2 separate regions of the Zea mays genome follow, and region 2 is linked to region 1. The links are chromatin contacts, called in public Hi-C maps. All regions are on one chromosome and are shown on one strand. The core of a region is the stretch at or near the end of the contact, and the rest is flanking DNA. Distances in the headings are between cores, read along the strand shown.

Region 1 (6,756 bases), core at 4,005-6,504:
GGGCCGCCAGGCCCGGCCCGGCCCAAGCCCAAAAAGGCCCATTGTTTGAATTTCGGGCCAGCTCGACCCGTTTGAATTTCGAGCCGGGCTAGGTCGGCCCATGGGCCTAGCCCTCGGCCCACGGCCCGACCCGTAATTGCTTAAACGTGCCGGGCTCATTTCGGGCGGCCCGAAATTCATTTTTTGGCCCGAAATTCAATTTTTGGCCCAAAATTCACATTAGAGCCCTAAATTCAAAAAAATAATAAAACAAATAAAAGATAAGACAAATAAATTTGAACAAAATCAAACTTAATATTTGTATTAAAGTTACCACAGCTATGCAATGACTACCTCGTTTATAAATCATTTTGTTAGAAGGAAAAAGAGTATAATCAGCTCTATACAAAGTCTGTAAGTTCAGTTTATTGTCTAATGTACATAACAAAAGTAAAATTACATCACACACTCTAATTCAAAGCTACAAAAACATCTAACTAGCATTATCTCTAGCTTTGTGTTTTTATCAAGTATATGAAAGTGTGGAATGAAGTGTGGTTTTAATAAATATATAGGCCTTTTTGTGCCTCTATATGGGTCATTTCGTGTCTGCCTTAAACGGGGCGTGCTCATGCCCGCCCATGAGTCGTGACCTCTGCCCAAACCCGGCCCGATATAACGGGCCGTGCCGGCCCGACACTAAATTATTTCGGGCCGTGCCGTGCCTGGGCCGTGCTTTTTTCTCGTGCTTCGGGCCGGCCCATCAGGCCCGGCCCAAATATACACCTATAGTGTAAACTGTTGTAGATGATTCACTGTGTTAGGGTGGCGACTAATCAACTTGTAGAGAAGAACTTGTAGAGAACACTCGAATCAAGGGGGAGACACACCCTTCCGCGAGTGCTCCAAGGGGGGCTAGGGGGAGTATCGTCTCCTCGATACATCAAGAAAACATCTCGATGTTCCTAACGCTTATTTACTTTTAGCATTTACGTTTAAGCAATTCAATTCTTGTTTTATATTAATAGAATTACCATGCTAGAATAGGATCAGAGCTTAGGGTGCAAAACTTTTCTTCTAGGTAGATAACACTTTTAGACACAATGGGTGAAGTAGGTTATTTGATATGTTTTATTTGTTTTGAGAAATTTTAGATTAGCCTAACTCACCGCTCCCTTATCAGCTTGATCCTTTCAAATGGTTTCAGAGCCTCATGCTCATTGGTTTAGGTCTTACCACCTAGAGAAAGATGTTCGGTGGGGATAGACCCCTCCTATATTTGAGGGAGACAATTTTCCTTATCGAAAGATTTGCATGGAGTCATATCTAGAGGCCATAGATGTTGGAGTGTTTAGAGCCGCCACACAGGGTCCCCCAAACCCTAATGATCCTGCCAACCTACTATTCGCTTGGCTTTAATCCGTACTGGCTTCTACTACTTCTACAATATTTTTGTCTCTATGTATTGCAGCTACAACAGTTCAAACAACCAGCTTTAATCCGAAGTGAATAACCCTAGTTGATGATAAGATACACTAGGATAAATATAATTTAAAGGCCAAAAACACCCTATTTAGAGGCCTTTTGTAAGGAAGTGTTTAATCATGTATAGAAGCAGACCAAGGATATCTATGCACCATAATCGAACATTTTTACGTTCCATGAGGGAACAACGATTAAGCATGAGGAATGATGCCACCCTATTATGAAGAATGCTTCCTCAAGAAAGTGCTAATAACATGGATTCTTGCCTAAATGTGCTTGTATAGAAAGTCAATGGGATACGACTCACTCAATTGTCATGACCTGCACCACCACTACGGATGATACATGATCGACAAACAACGGGAGAAAAGGACATTGTTAACCGAAGTGAAGTGCCCCTTCCCTCTAATTTTACCTTTATTGTGATGATTAAGGCTTCCCAGTAAAACCTCTAGATCCCAAGTTCGATCCCCCTCGAAGCGAATTTCAGGCTTGGTTAAAAAAAAATCCTCTCACTATGCCTCGCCCGCTCTCGAGATCGATATCCTGTGCACCACCCTCTGGTTGGGTCGTTGCAGTAGACAGTTGTTAGTGATGGGAGGCCTAGGTTCGGGGTTTTTTCGGTCTCTTCTTAATATAATACCAGAAAAGGACGATCTTTCCCTCTCCGTCCGAGGATTTTTTTTCTCTTTCAGGGACAAATGTAACTAATGCCTTAGCATAAAGGGGAGGGTTGGGGACCAACACAAGGATAGGAGAACACGAGGCAACACATGAACACACACACTCGCATCAGAGACTTACGAGTTTTTCCCTCTCTCGTCCAGCTTGTAACTCCTACTGCCCAGCTTGTAACTCCTACTACAAGCAATATAGTGCCGCTAGCATAAGCTAACAAGACTGTAGTAGTGACATTTCGTTCAAACCAGTATAATCCTTGTGTCCTACTTGCACACCATCTCGGCCTTAAAACGTGTAGCACAAGTTTACTAGTCAGACACTCACTCGAAACATCGACAATTGTTGGTTCACTTGATCATCAACTAAGATAATCTTGGTCAGAGAAGCATCATGCCTTGGAGTGGACTAATCTAACTTCGTTCAATTTTGACTTCGCTTCTCGGCGAAGTATATCTTGTGGCTTCGCTTGATCACCGACAAAGAGGAAGATTTGACTTCAATCTCTGCTTTGAGTCTTCGTGTTCAGGTGAAGTAACCATTCGCCTTCGCCATATTATTTGTTTCTTTTTTGAGCGAAGATACTCCTGAAAATGTATATCAAGTAAAGAGTAGATAATTGTTCTTCAACTCCCCGGGGACTGTGTTTATCCAAAGTCAGAGCCCCAACAGGTACCATATACAATTTAAACTAAATCAGAATCTCTGAACCTTCTAACGTAGAATTACCATTCTCAGGAAACAATCTTTTTTTATGAAAAGGGAAAGATCAGCTGACAGCACAGGGCACATGAATATTGGATTGTGAACTCAAGGAACTCAAACTGGATTGGATCAAACTCTTGCAACTTCTGCTGTGATTGAAGCCTGACAGATTACACCATGACCCAAGACTTGGAACGTTGAATCAACTGCAGATGATTCTCTGGGTAAACCTCGTTGAGCACTTGAGCTCTCAAACTGGAGATTGAAAACTCTGCACGAACAGAAGCCCTTGGCTCGAGCTATTTTGCAGTCTCACAAAGCTTAACAGAGTGCCACGAGGATGCTGGTGGCAAGGGAGCGAACCTCGCCTACCATCACCATAGCAGTGTGCCAGCAATACAAGAGCAATGCTTTTATACATGGGCAGTTCCACTCAAGTCTAAACAAAAATTAAGCTGGTGTTCAGTAGGATCCTCTGCTACGCTCATATGGTCGAGAAGCTTCCCCAACATCTCATATATCTTGTCTGCCTCGCAATGAGAGATGTCATCAGCAACGAATACATGCTTTGCACTCCGCACCTCAATCCAACTGTAAGCCTGATCCTTCTTAAGGCCCTTCTCCTTCATGAGCCCCCTGACTCGACGTGCATCATCCCACTGTCCTGCAGCTGCATAGATGTTTGACATCATGACATACCGACCACTGTTCCCAGGCTCTAACCTGAAGAGAAACTCTGCCACTTCTTCTGCAAGCTCGATATTTCCATGAAGGCGACATGCACCTAGGAGAGCTCCCCAGGATCCAGCTGTACCAGGACCAATCCTGGATGGCAAATCTTTGATGAACTCAGTCGCTTCTTCCAGCTGGTGATTCCGACCAAGAGCATCAATGAAGGCAGCATAGTGTTCAGCCCTTGGTTCAACACCATGGTCCTCCATTGATTCAAGAACGAGTCGTCCATTAGATACTAGACCAGAATGGCTGCAGGCCGTGAGGACAGCGAGGAAAGTGACATGAGTTGGACGAACTCCAGCTACCAGCATCTCCTCAAAAATAGCAAGTGACTGCTTTCCGAGGCCATTATGTGAGAACCCCGTGACCATTGAGTTCCAAGAGATAAAGTCCCTCTCAGGCATCCAGTCAAATACTGCCATCGCAGCCATCATGTCTCCACACTTAGAGTACATGTCAACGAGTGCATTGTGGATGAAAATGTTGAAAGGGACAGAGCCAATGTTCCGGCGTAAGATGAAGCAGTGCAATTCCTTCCCACGTGTGACAAGTCCAAGTTTGGCACATGCACCCAAAGCTGACACCAAGACAAAAGGCGTTGGTGATACTCCCTTGGCCAGCATCTGTTCGAAAAGCTCAAGAGCGGTGTCCTCCTCTCCATTCTGCTCATGCCCAGATATCAGCGCTGTCCATGCAATCCTATCCTTATCTGGCATCATATCGAACACCTGCACTGCCTCATGGAGCTTCTTCACTTGGCAGTACCCAGAAATCATCGACGTCCAAGTGACATTGTCTCGGATGCTGACCTGATCGAACAAATGCCTCGCATCTTCCACCCTCCGAGCCTTGCTGTAGGCGTTCAACATGGCATTGGCCATGATGACGGTGAACTCCATCCCTGATACCACTACCGCACCGTGCATTTCCCGCAGCGGCCTCGCAGCTCCGATTCCCGCACATGCAGTCGCCACGCTGACCACCGTGAACCGATCCATGGCTAAACCTGGCCCCAAGAACCTGTCCCTGGCCAGCCGGGCAACGACGCGGAGCGCCTCCACCTGCCGGCCGTGGTGCGCAAGGGACGACATGAGGGTGTTGTAGGAGACGAGGTTGCGTGAGTCGGCCGGCATTGTGTCGAACAGGCGGAAGGCGTCGGGGAGGGTGTCCGGCCTGCGCAAGAGCGCAGCGAGAAGCGTGTTGTAGGAGTGCGCGTTCTTGTGTGGAAGGTCGTAGAAGGCCTTGACGGCAGCGGCCGGCGACGGGAGCGAGGAGTAGAGCGCGACGAGACGATTTGATAGGAGCGTATGGCTGGTGAGCGCCGTCTTGACGAGGTGCGCGTGCACCGCGCGGCCGAGATGGAGCACGTCCCCCATTGAGATGGCCCGTTCCAGGAGAGGAATCAACTCCGGGATGGCGAGGGCGCTTCCGCCGCCGGCGGTTGGAGGAGGTGCTGGGAGGCATGGCGGCGGGTGGACAGCGAGCGGCGGGAGAAGGCGGCGCATGCGTTCCCGACTCGACGGCAGCATATGCGCTCACAGACGCTGAAGCTATTTACTGGGCCGTGTATGATAGCGGGCCTTTGGGCCAATCAAGCGGGCCAAGTGGGTATGTGAAGGCGAACAAGCTCAGCAGCGTTCGAGTTGTTGCGAATTGCAATTGCAGAACGGAATTCCATTCCAGAACCATCCTTCGCTCGCCCCCGCCGCCGCGCTGCCGCGGCCATATACGGCGAAAGCCCTATTCGTGCCCGCGGCCGTGGATAGATAGGTCAGTGACGATTGAGAAACCCGTAGTCGGAGCAGAGGAGGGGTAGAGGATGGTGTTCGGTCAGGTGGTGATCGGCCCGCCGGGCTCCGGCAAGACCACCTACTGCAACGGCATGTCGCAGTTCCTCTCCCTCCTCGGCAGGTAAGTACGCCGTTTAGTTCCTCACCGTTGCTTTGGCTGCCCCTCAAGCTGCTCTAGTTAAGTCGAACACGCTTGACCTTGATTTGACCCGCTGCGTGATGCCGTGATTCGATTAGTAGTTGCTTCGGTTGCCCCTCACAAGCTGATCTAGGACTCTAGGTAAGTGGAATACGCTTGACCTTGACTTGACCCGCTGCGTGATTCGATTAGGGTAAGTGGAATACCTTCCTCTGCTAAGGTTGATCGAGAATGTTAGCTGATACCATATTGCTTGTAGCAGAAGTTGTGCCGAGAGTTTAAACTTCACCCTTGGCTTTGTTTTGGTTGGACTAAAGCTGAAGTTGATAATTTGCTCACACGGATGGCTTCTTTATGTGTTTTCCTTGTGGCAGGAAAGTTGCGGTTGTCAATTTGGACCCTGCAAATGACGCATTGCCGTATCCTTGACTCTTTGAGCACCACATTTTTTCCTCTGTACTCACTCTCTCCCTATCAAAAAAAAAAACGTACTCTCTCCTTGATGTTCTCTTGTCACAATTGAACTTTTTCCTTGATTGTAATAAATAGATATGAGTGTGCCATAAACATCGAGGACCTCATAAAACTCAGTGATGTCATGTCTGAGCATTCGCTTGGCCCTAATGGAGGTTGCTCCTGGTCCTCCATTGATATTCAGTAACCTACTTGCTTTTGTTCTAATAATATGACTTTCTTTCTCTGTGGTGTTAAAACCTGTGTCAGGGCTTGTGTATTGCATGGATTACTTGGAGAAGAATATTGATTGGCTTGAAGAAAAACTGAAGCCTTTTATTGAAGGTGAGTAACGATTACCTCTCTGAAGTATGCACATATCTGCAGTGGCAATATCTGTAACAATGGTCATATCCCAAAAGGGCAGAGCATCTGATGGGAAAATTATAAATTGCTAATAAATGACAGACCCAGTGTTGTGGCTCCCGTATGAGTGGGGTCTAGGGAAGGAATAACTGAGGCAAGCTTTACCCCTGCAGTTTTGCAGAGACGCTAAGTCAATCCCGAGACCTTTGGCTCAGTTGGAAGGCTTCTCACTTCTGTGCTAGGCCTGTCCTTCAAATTGCTAATATCGATAAATTTGTTATTTTACACAGGTCTTTCTATGTGCTTGGACAGAACCAATTATATACTAGTAGACTAATCATCCAACTGGAATTAGAATTAGCTTTTTATAAACCCTATTCTGTTATCCTGAGGATTGCACCTCAGTTTGTTTAAAAGTATTTCTGC
Region 2 (7,586 bases), core at 3,866-6,365, 180 kb after region 1:
AGTAACACCTGGGGTGTCACATATAGAGGGCATGAATGTAATTTTGTATGGGCTGTGTCCCGTGTCTATAAATAGGTGAACAGTACCCCCGTACTGTTCACGCTGATTTGGCATTTGCTTTTGCGTCACACCTGTACTTTCATCTCCTTCCAAGCTGAAGGTACATTTGTAATTCGATGTTATTTCTGTTTCTTCACAATAATAATAAGGTGATAATAATATATAATTGTCTATGTTATCCTTCATATTCCTTATGATTCATTCTTCGTCATCGTATGCTGTGTTTATGAAGGTACGTCCTTCATAACCTTCGTCCGAAAATCATTATATCCTAAGGGAAATAATGCTTCGAAGGACGAAGGACTTTATAGATTAACATTTTCTGTGTTGCCTTGTTCTTAACTCATAGCATTTGAGAACAAGTCTCCAACAGTCTTCGCTTCGGACGGGTGCCGAAGGCCGCGGTCATCAACTGATCTTCTTTTTTGGAATAATTGCCGAGTATTTCATTGCACATTACTTCAATTGTATCCAGCCACTCTTGGCAAGGTGTTTTAAAGTATTTCTTAAACTTGAAATAGTAAGGTAACCGCACAAGTTCTCCTTCTTTTTTCTCCCCCTCTAGCTTCGGCATTTCCCATTCTTTTAAGCTAGGAAAAACCCTGAAAGCCAAAAACTCCTGAACCAGGTCTCTTGTACTGATATGCTCTGAAATAATTCTGAATTCATCCAACGCTTGTTGGGTTGGACCTTCTGGTGTCATGTTGCAACGAGGTCGGGTTTCTCCGAAGATTAGTTCAAGTGGACTTTGCACAAGCTTCTCCTTGTCATCATCAACCTTGACATAGTACCACTCTGACTTCCAGCCTGCTGCCCATTTGCTTCGGTAGCTGATTACAGGAAACTTTGTGGTTTTCCGATAAGCAAAATTATAGCAACCAAAATTGTCATGCAATCCATCTTTTCTAGCCTTCGTCTGATAGTGCAGCTCGTGAACTCGACAAAAGCTGTCCGCAAACGGCTCCACCGCTTGGCTTCGGAGGGCCCAGATATAAACACTAAGCCTAACGATAGCGTTAGGAGTCAACTGATGAAAGTAGATACCAAACCTCTTCAGTACCTCTGCAATAATCCCATGTAGGGGGAATCTTAATCCAGCCTTTAGAAAGCTCTTGAAAATGACTATTTCATCCTTCTCCGGTTTTGGGGTAGTTTCTTCCCCCCCGAAGCATAATAGCTTCTTCTGATTTTCACTGAAAAAACCCGACTTTACCATCTTGGAGAGATCAGCCTTCGAAACAGTAGACTTTCCGAAGTCCAAGTGGCTGGGTTTACTTGGCATAGCAATACGATAATCATCTTCAGGATCAGTTTCCTCAATGTTCTCTTCTTCTACTTCGGCAGTTGCTTGTTCTGCATCGGCACTGGGGATTTTTTCCGAAGCTACCAGCCCGGATCGTTGCATTGCTTCGGAGATGGGAATAGTCTCCGAACCTTCAGCTTCGCCTCCCTCACGCTCAACCCTAGCGGTAGAACGCACTCTGGCCATTTAATTCTGAATTTTTGGGAATTAAATACTTTTTCTCCCGAAGTTTTTTCTTCTGACGAAGCAGGCTTCAAGCTGGAGCTTCGTTCGATTCCGAGAGTCAAGCTTCGGCTATGGTTAAAAATTTTGGCAGCAAAATAGTGCAAATAGCAATGAATGCTGTGGTAACTTCACACCTACTCGTCTGTTTATATAGTACTGCAGGTAAGAAGGCGAAGCGCCAGGATTTTTACACCAGGCGGACAGCCGCTTGCACTCGCTGCGCGGTGGACCGCAGAGACCAAACAGTAACTCTGCAAGGTGGGACCGCTATGCGCTGGGAAACTGAATCGTTTCTCGATAACGAGCTCAGGGAAGGTGTTTTTTGGACCTTCGGCTTCCTGAAGCTTAGGAGACTTTTTTCACGGATCAAGCTCGTTACGAAAAACGATCTAGCGCCGCGAAAGGGGCTACTGTTGGGACTATGCTTCGTCGCCGAAGGTCTTGTAGGAAGAAGCAGTTTTCGGCTGAAGCTGTTCGTATGAGATGACCGAAGGTTCCTCTTAGTGAAGCTTCGGAATTTACAAACCGACATAAAAGTATAATGACCTTTTAGTCCATATATGTTTGAGTCACCGTTGTAATCCCTTATGAGGGGCATAATTGTAATTCCTCACAGGCCACCCCCTGTGCCTATAAATAGGTGAACAGTACCTCTGTACTGTTCACGCAATCTTGTAATCATTGGCACATTACGCTGGAATTATTGCTTTCTGCCAAGACGAAGGTATAAATGTACCTAAATGTTATGTTTCAATATTTAAGTTCACATAATAAAATATATACAAATATCGTTATTCATTTTCGGTATGTCTTTCTATAATGTCTTATGTTGCACATTTTACTTCATATTGTTTTTCAAGTTTGATCACGAAAGTATAACTTTCGTGATATTTTGTCTGTGACCTTCGTCCGAAGCTCATTAAATCCTTGGGGAGATAATGCTTCCGCGGACGAAGGACATTAATATTTAACATTTTATGTTGCCTTGTTCTTAATTCATAGCATTTGAGAACAAGTCCCCAACAACAGCTGCATTGCCTCCATATGAAGATATAGTTGCTTCATAACTCATCAAAAACTGCTTCGGGTCTGAATGCCCATCATATAGGAAGCTAAGGTGGTTTGTATGATGGGGGCCATGGGATAGCCTGCAGTTCTGCTGCCAAGGGAGAAGCATCATCAAAAGTAAAGGTACCATGATTAAAATCATCATACCATCCATCGTCGTTGAACAAGCCTTCTTGATGAAGCACCCTGTGCTGGGCCTTCGTTCTTGTTCATCTTGAGCAAGATGGCGTACTTCTTCAGTGGCTTCGTCGATCTGCCTTTGAAGATCAGCTAGCCAGGCCATCTTCTCCTTCTTCCTTTGTACTTGCTGATGGATTATCTCCATGTTTCTGATTTCTTGGTCCAACTCCTCCTCCTGGAGTGTTGGACTAGTGGCCTTCCTCTTCAGGCTTCGGGCCTCTCGAAGAGAAAGGGTTTCCTGAATTGGGTCTAGTGGCTGTAGTGCAGCAGCCCCTGGCGCTGAAGCTTTCTTCGGTGGCATGACGAAGGTCAGTGCTTGCCGAAGGTGGTCGAAAAAGGGTTCACCGGAGGTGGGCGCCAATGTTGGGGACTTGTTCTCAAATGCTATGAGTTAAGAACAAGGCAACACAAAATGTTAAATGTTAATGCCCTTCGTCCTTCAAAGTGTTATTTCCCTTAGGATATAACGATCTTCGAACGAAGGTCATGAAGGACATACCTTCATCATCACAGTATACATTAATGAAAGACGAAGCATATGAAACATGAAAGATAACATGAATAATCATATAACATCATTAATACAACTTTATTATATTATCATGGAAAGATAGAAATAATATTGAATTACAAATGTACCTTTGGCTTGACAGAAGGTAAAAGTACAAGCGTGATGCACGGGCAAGTACAAGTCAGCGTGAACAGTACAGGGTACTGTTCATCTATTTATAGGCACTGAACACAGCCTGTGAAAAATTATATTCATGCCCTTTACATTTATTATTAACTTATATACAATTATATGAGGACTAGATAGCCTTTTCCACTTTAAGTCGGTTCCTTTTTCCGCCATCTAGTCGAAGCTTTCTTGCGCATAGCTTCGGGATTGACTCGACCTTCGTCAGGACTGACCTTCGTCCCGATCATGCTTTCCATATTATATATGCTTTTGACCCGAGTCCGAAGGTACCTGTTTACATATCACATTTGGAAAATATTGTTAAATCACATTTTTGAGGACCTTCGGAGGACGAAGGCCCCCAACAACAACTATGTTAAATTGCGGTGTAAGATAAAAAATGGTAGCACCCCAGCCTCATCCATTCTCGTTATTCCAGATGTACAATGAGACATATATTTTGAAGAATATGCTTGAGTTATGAGGGATAACGACTTTGACATATGTCATCATCAGGGGGAGCGAATGCTTATATTGATCACAATCGTGAGACAATAAATGCCATATTCTATGCCCTAAAGGCGTTAGCTTGATGGTTAATATGTGAACCTTTATGGAAGTTTCTATCAAATATATAGATCCAGTCGATCGAACACCATCAATCAAAGTTGCTTATTTATGTTGATACATGTACTTACCTCATTTATCCTAGAAGTGAGTAGAGCTAAAGTTTCTGAAATAGTTCTTGCAAGGATATGCAATCCGTTTGCTAAATCTTTATGTGCATATACTTCCAGAAGAAGGTGTTTTGCCTTATTGATACCGTTTTGTAAGGATCATGGGGAGCACATTTCTAAATTTAGCCCTTGTAGAATATTCGATAGAATCCAGATCTAGAAGATCGAAATTTGTCCTAATGTCAGCTGTTGTACTCTTTTTCCTTGATGAGTTTTTTTTGAAGTTTACCACATAAGGTTTTTAATGAGGCAACAAAGTGCAAATGCAATTTGTGTCACCATGTACTCTTTCTCCATATTTTTTGCCACTGCGTTTTTGGGAGTTTTAAAGAGACATGTGTTGGTCGCGGTATTCGACTAAGGGGGAGTGTTAAGTAACCCTAGTTAGGGTTATGTGGGCAAATATCGACGTTGCCCCTAAGGGGTCTCACCTCTCTATATAAGAAATCTGTACACCCCCTCATAACAGAGATAGAAGAGAAAGAGGCTAAAGACTCAACCCTACATCATGTGTCTCGTGTGCTCTTTGTCGTGCTTCTGGGAAATGGAACATGTTTTTACGACTTCTCGCGTCTCTACTGCCGACAGGGGAAGGGAGCGGATCTGGTGAACCGCGACAACGTAGTTCTCATTAAAATTAAATTGATGGATTATACGGTGGTATATATAATATAGATAAGTCAATAGAAAAAGTCAACAGCCAGAAAATTCCAGTTTTATGTAAAAACCCAAAACAATAGTACAGTAGTAGGTCAAATAAATAGGCCCAGCAAAAACCACAACGGGTTGTGTATCAGCCCGCTCCACCTGTCAGCGAGCAAGGCAGGATGGGGCAAGGCGGCCAACCGTCGCGGCCAGGGCTGTAGAGCCCACAACGACATCGTCGGGTTGGGCCATCGCCGCAGCCGAGCGCGACCGCGTTGAGTGAGATATTTACACTGGGCCTGGTCCGCCTGGACTAGAAGAATGCCCTACCCCTACAGGCTACAACCCTACTAATTCTGCCAGCCTCTTTTCTAGCAACCTTTCCTCCTGCAAAACAATCGGATTTCGGCTCTCATGTATACCTATACATATGGCATATGGGCCGGTCTGGCCCGGCACGGCACAGGCCCACAAAAGCACGGCCCACAAAGGCACGACACACAAAAGCACATATCGAATTATGGACCGTGTCGTGCCAGCACGTGTGCCCTGTCATCGGCCCACGGCATGGCCCATAATTAGTTATGTGTGCCAGGCCGGCCTAAATAGCCCAAAATGCCTTATCGTGCCACACCGGCCCATATACATACAACAGTAATACAAAAACAAAAAGTATAGAATATATATGACCAAAATAAAACTAAGATGTTTTGTGAATGCACATTAAAACCCTTTGGTCGAAAAGAAAAAAATATTACAATTAGCTTAGAAATAATATTCAGTTCTCTGTTCAATGTTTAATTGAGTACTATACATTCATACAAAATACATATACAATGACCATCATCACTATTTACTATCCCCATCTAGGTATTGGTTCTCGAAGACCTATTGAAGCTCTAGATTCTCTAAATTGTGCTGGTCACAAGGTTTTAAAGTCGTCCGACTGATCGCGATTAGTCACGATTAGTCGGCCTTATCGCTAGTCCGAGCTCGATTAGGGTCTCCGACTCGACTAGAGCGACTAGATAGCGATTAGTCGTCCTAGTCGCCGACTAATCGCGATTAGTCGTCCGACTAGGGGTTATGGTCGACTAGTTATGCCTGTTTGGGCCACTAATCCGACCTCTATTATGTGGGTCGGCCCACCATCTGTACACAACACAAACGTTGTTTTGCCCTATGCCCCTGCTTGTACCAATACGGTACGCACTATTGCGCGTGCGCTCTTCCCCAGCTCAGCCACCCCTTCTCTAGCGTCGTCGTCCCTTACCCATCGTCGCCGCTCTCCTCTCCTGCCGCCCTGTTGTGCTTTGGCGGCTCTCTGCTCGAGCAGCAGCTGCACTCCCTCCATCGTGCGGTGGTTGTAGTCTGCAGACCCCCCTCCAACGCGTTCTCGTCCTCCTCTGTTGTCTTTTCAGCGGCTGAACAGGCGAGTAGGCAACCACTCCTCTGTTTATAATTCAGAGATTGAGATGAGGACCTCTTCAGACGGTAATTGCTATGATATTTTGGTTGTTCAGTGTTCTCTGTTCACTAACTGAGTAGTATTGTGCCCGCATTGGCCTCCTCTTGAGTTGTGCTTCACTTGATTGTTGTGCCACTACATATGAGAATAGGAGGCGACGTAATAATGTTGAAGTCATATTTCCAGAATCTGTGTTGCCCCAGCCCTAGAACGATGGCAGTGGCACTGGTACAGTTTATGCAGTCTTGCAGTCTAGCTAGGCAGCTACAACTATATATATTCATATATATTGATATACACACATATGGTCCTGTTATAGGTGGATGACTATAGGACGACTAGGAGTCGACTAGGCTCGACTAATCGAGCAAATCTACGACTAATCAAGATTAGTCACCTTATCGTGCTCAGGCGACTAGAGTCGACTAGCCGACTTTAAAACCTTGGCTGGTCATGTGAGCTTTGACAGACCTTAGTCTCTACTAATAATTAAGATCCGTCTGTAGACCGCCCCCGCCCCCTACAACCCCGCGCCCACCTCCGCACGCCTGCGCGCGCCGGAAACGTCGCCCCCAAATCCGCTCACCACCGCCCACCTCCGCACGACTGCGCGCGCCGGAAAACTCGCCGCCTCAGTCGCCTACCTCCGCCCACCTCCGCACGCCTCGATCCCAAGCCGCAGTCCCGCCTCAGTCCGCCGCGAAATCTGCGATGCCGCCCTACCACCATCCCCACGCCGCGCCGGAAAACTCGCCGCCTCAGTCGCCTACCTCCGCCCACCTCCGCACGCCGCGAACCGCTCGCGCCGACCATACCGCAGTCCCGCCTCAGTCCGCCGCGAAATCTGCGATGCCGCCCTACCACCATCCCCACGCCGCGCCGCAAGCCCGCCGAGACCGCCGCGAAAGCCGCTCGCACGCCGCGAACCGCTCGCGCCGACCATTGCCACACGCCTCAAACCAAGCCGCGGCCCTTGGCGAACCACCCTAACACCCGCCCTAACGCCAGCACGCGCGCAATCCCGCAAATCCCGTCGTGCGCCACTGCAGCCACCTCAAATCCGTTGCGGCGTCCATTGAGGCGGGACAAACTCCCTAATCCTACTCACTACGCCTTACATTGATCATATCCCCGCATGCCAACATCCTCTTTCCCCTAACTTCCCAAACCCCCGTCCCTGGAGGATCCAAAGGAAAAGGAGCTTGGCCCTCTGCCGTAGAG

Evidence for each region. Hi-C and Micro-C count contacts between places; a contact is called where the count stands out from the background.
Region 2: a contact with region 1 is called in a Hi-C map of ear, with 5 times the contacts expected there. The contact joins the enhancer-like site here to the promoter of LOC100192734 in region 1. A contact is called at or near these places in 2 of 25 Hi-C or Micro-C datasets (ear and leaf).

What each region holds. Positions count from the first base shown.
Region 1 is chr5:176,353,141-176,359,896 of Zm-B73-REFERENCE-NAM-5.0, forward strand. LOC100192734 reads left to right here and starts at 5,255. Exons shown (of 10, transcript NM_001137933.1): 1 at 5,255-5,493; 2 at 5,886-5,930; 3 at 6,061-6,140; 4 at 6,235-6,309. The coding sequence starts at 5,402. It overlaps LOC100382300, which reads right to left and starts at 5,157. Exons shown (of 1, transcript NM_001175049.2): 1 at 2,219-5,157. The coding sequence starts at 5,111. The coding sequence ends at 3,261.
Region 2 is chr5:176,534,161-176,541,746 of Zm-B73-REFERENCE-NAM-5.0, forward strand. No RefSeq gene overlaps it. Among protein-coding and RNA genes, the nearest start is that of LOC103627288, 6.7 kb to the right of the region's middle. Within about 2 kb of position 5,116, at least 16 of the 20 cell types and tissues checked have an H3K27ac peak or open chromatin away from gene starts, as enhancers often do. A contact at or near this core is called in ear and leaf, where this site is marked.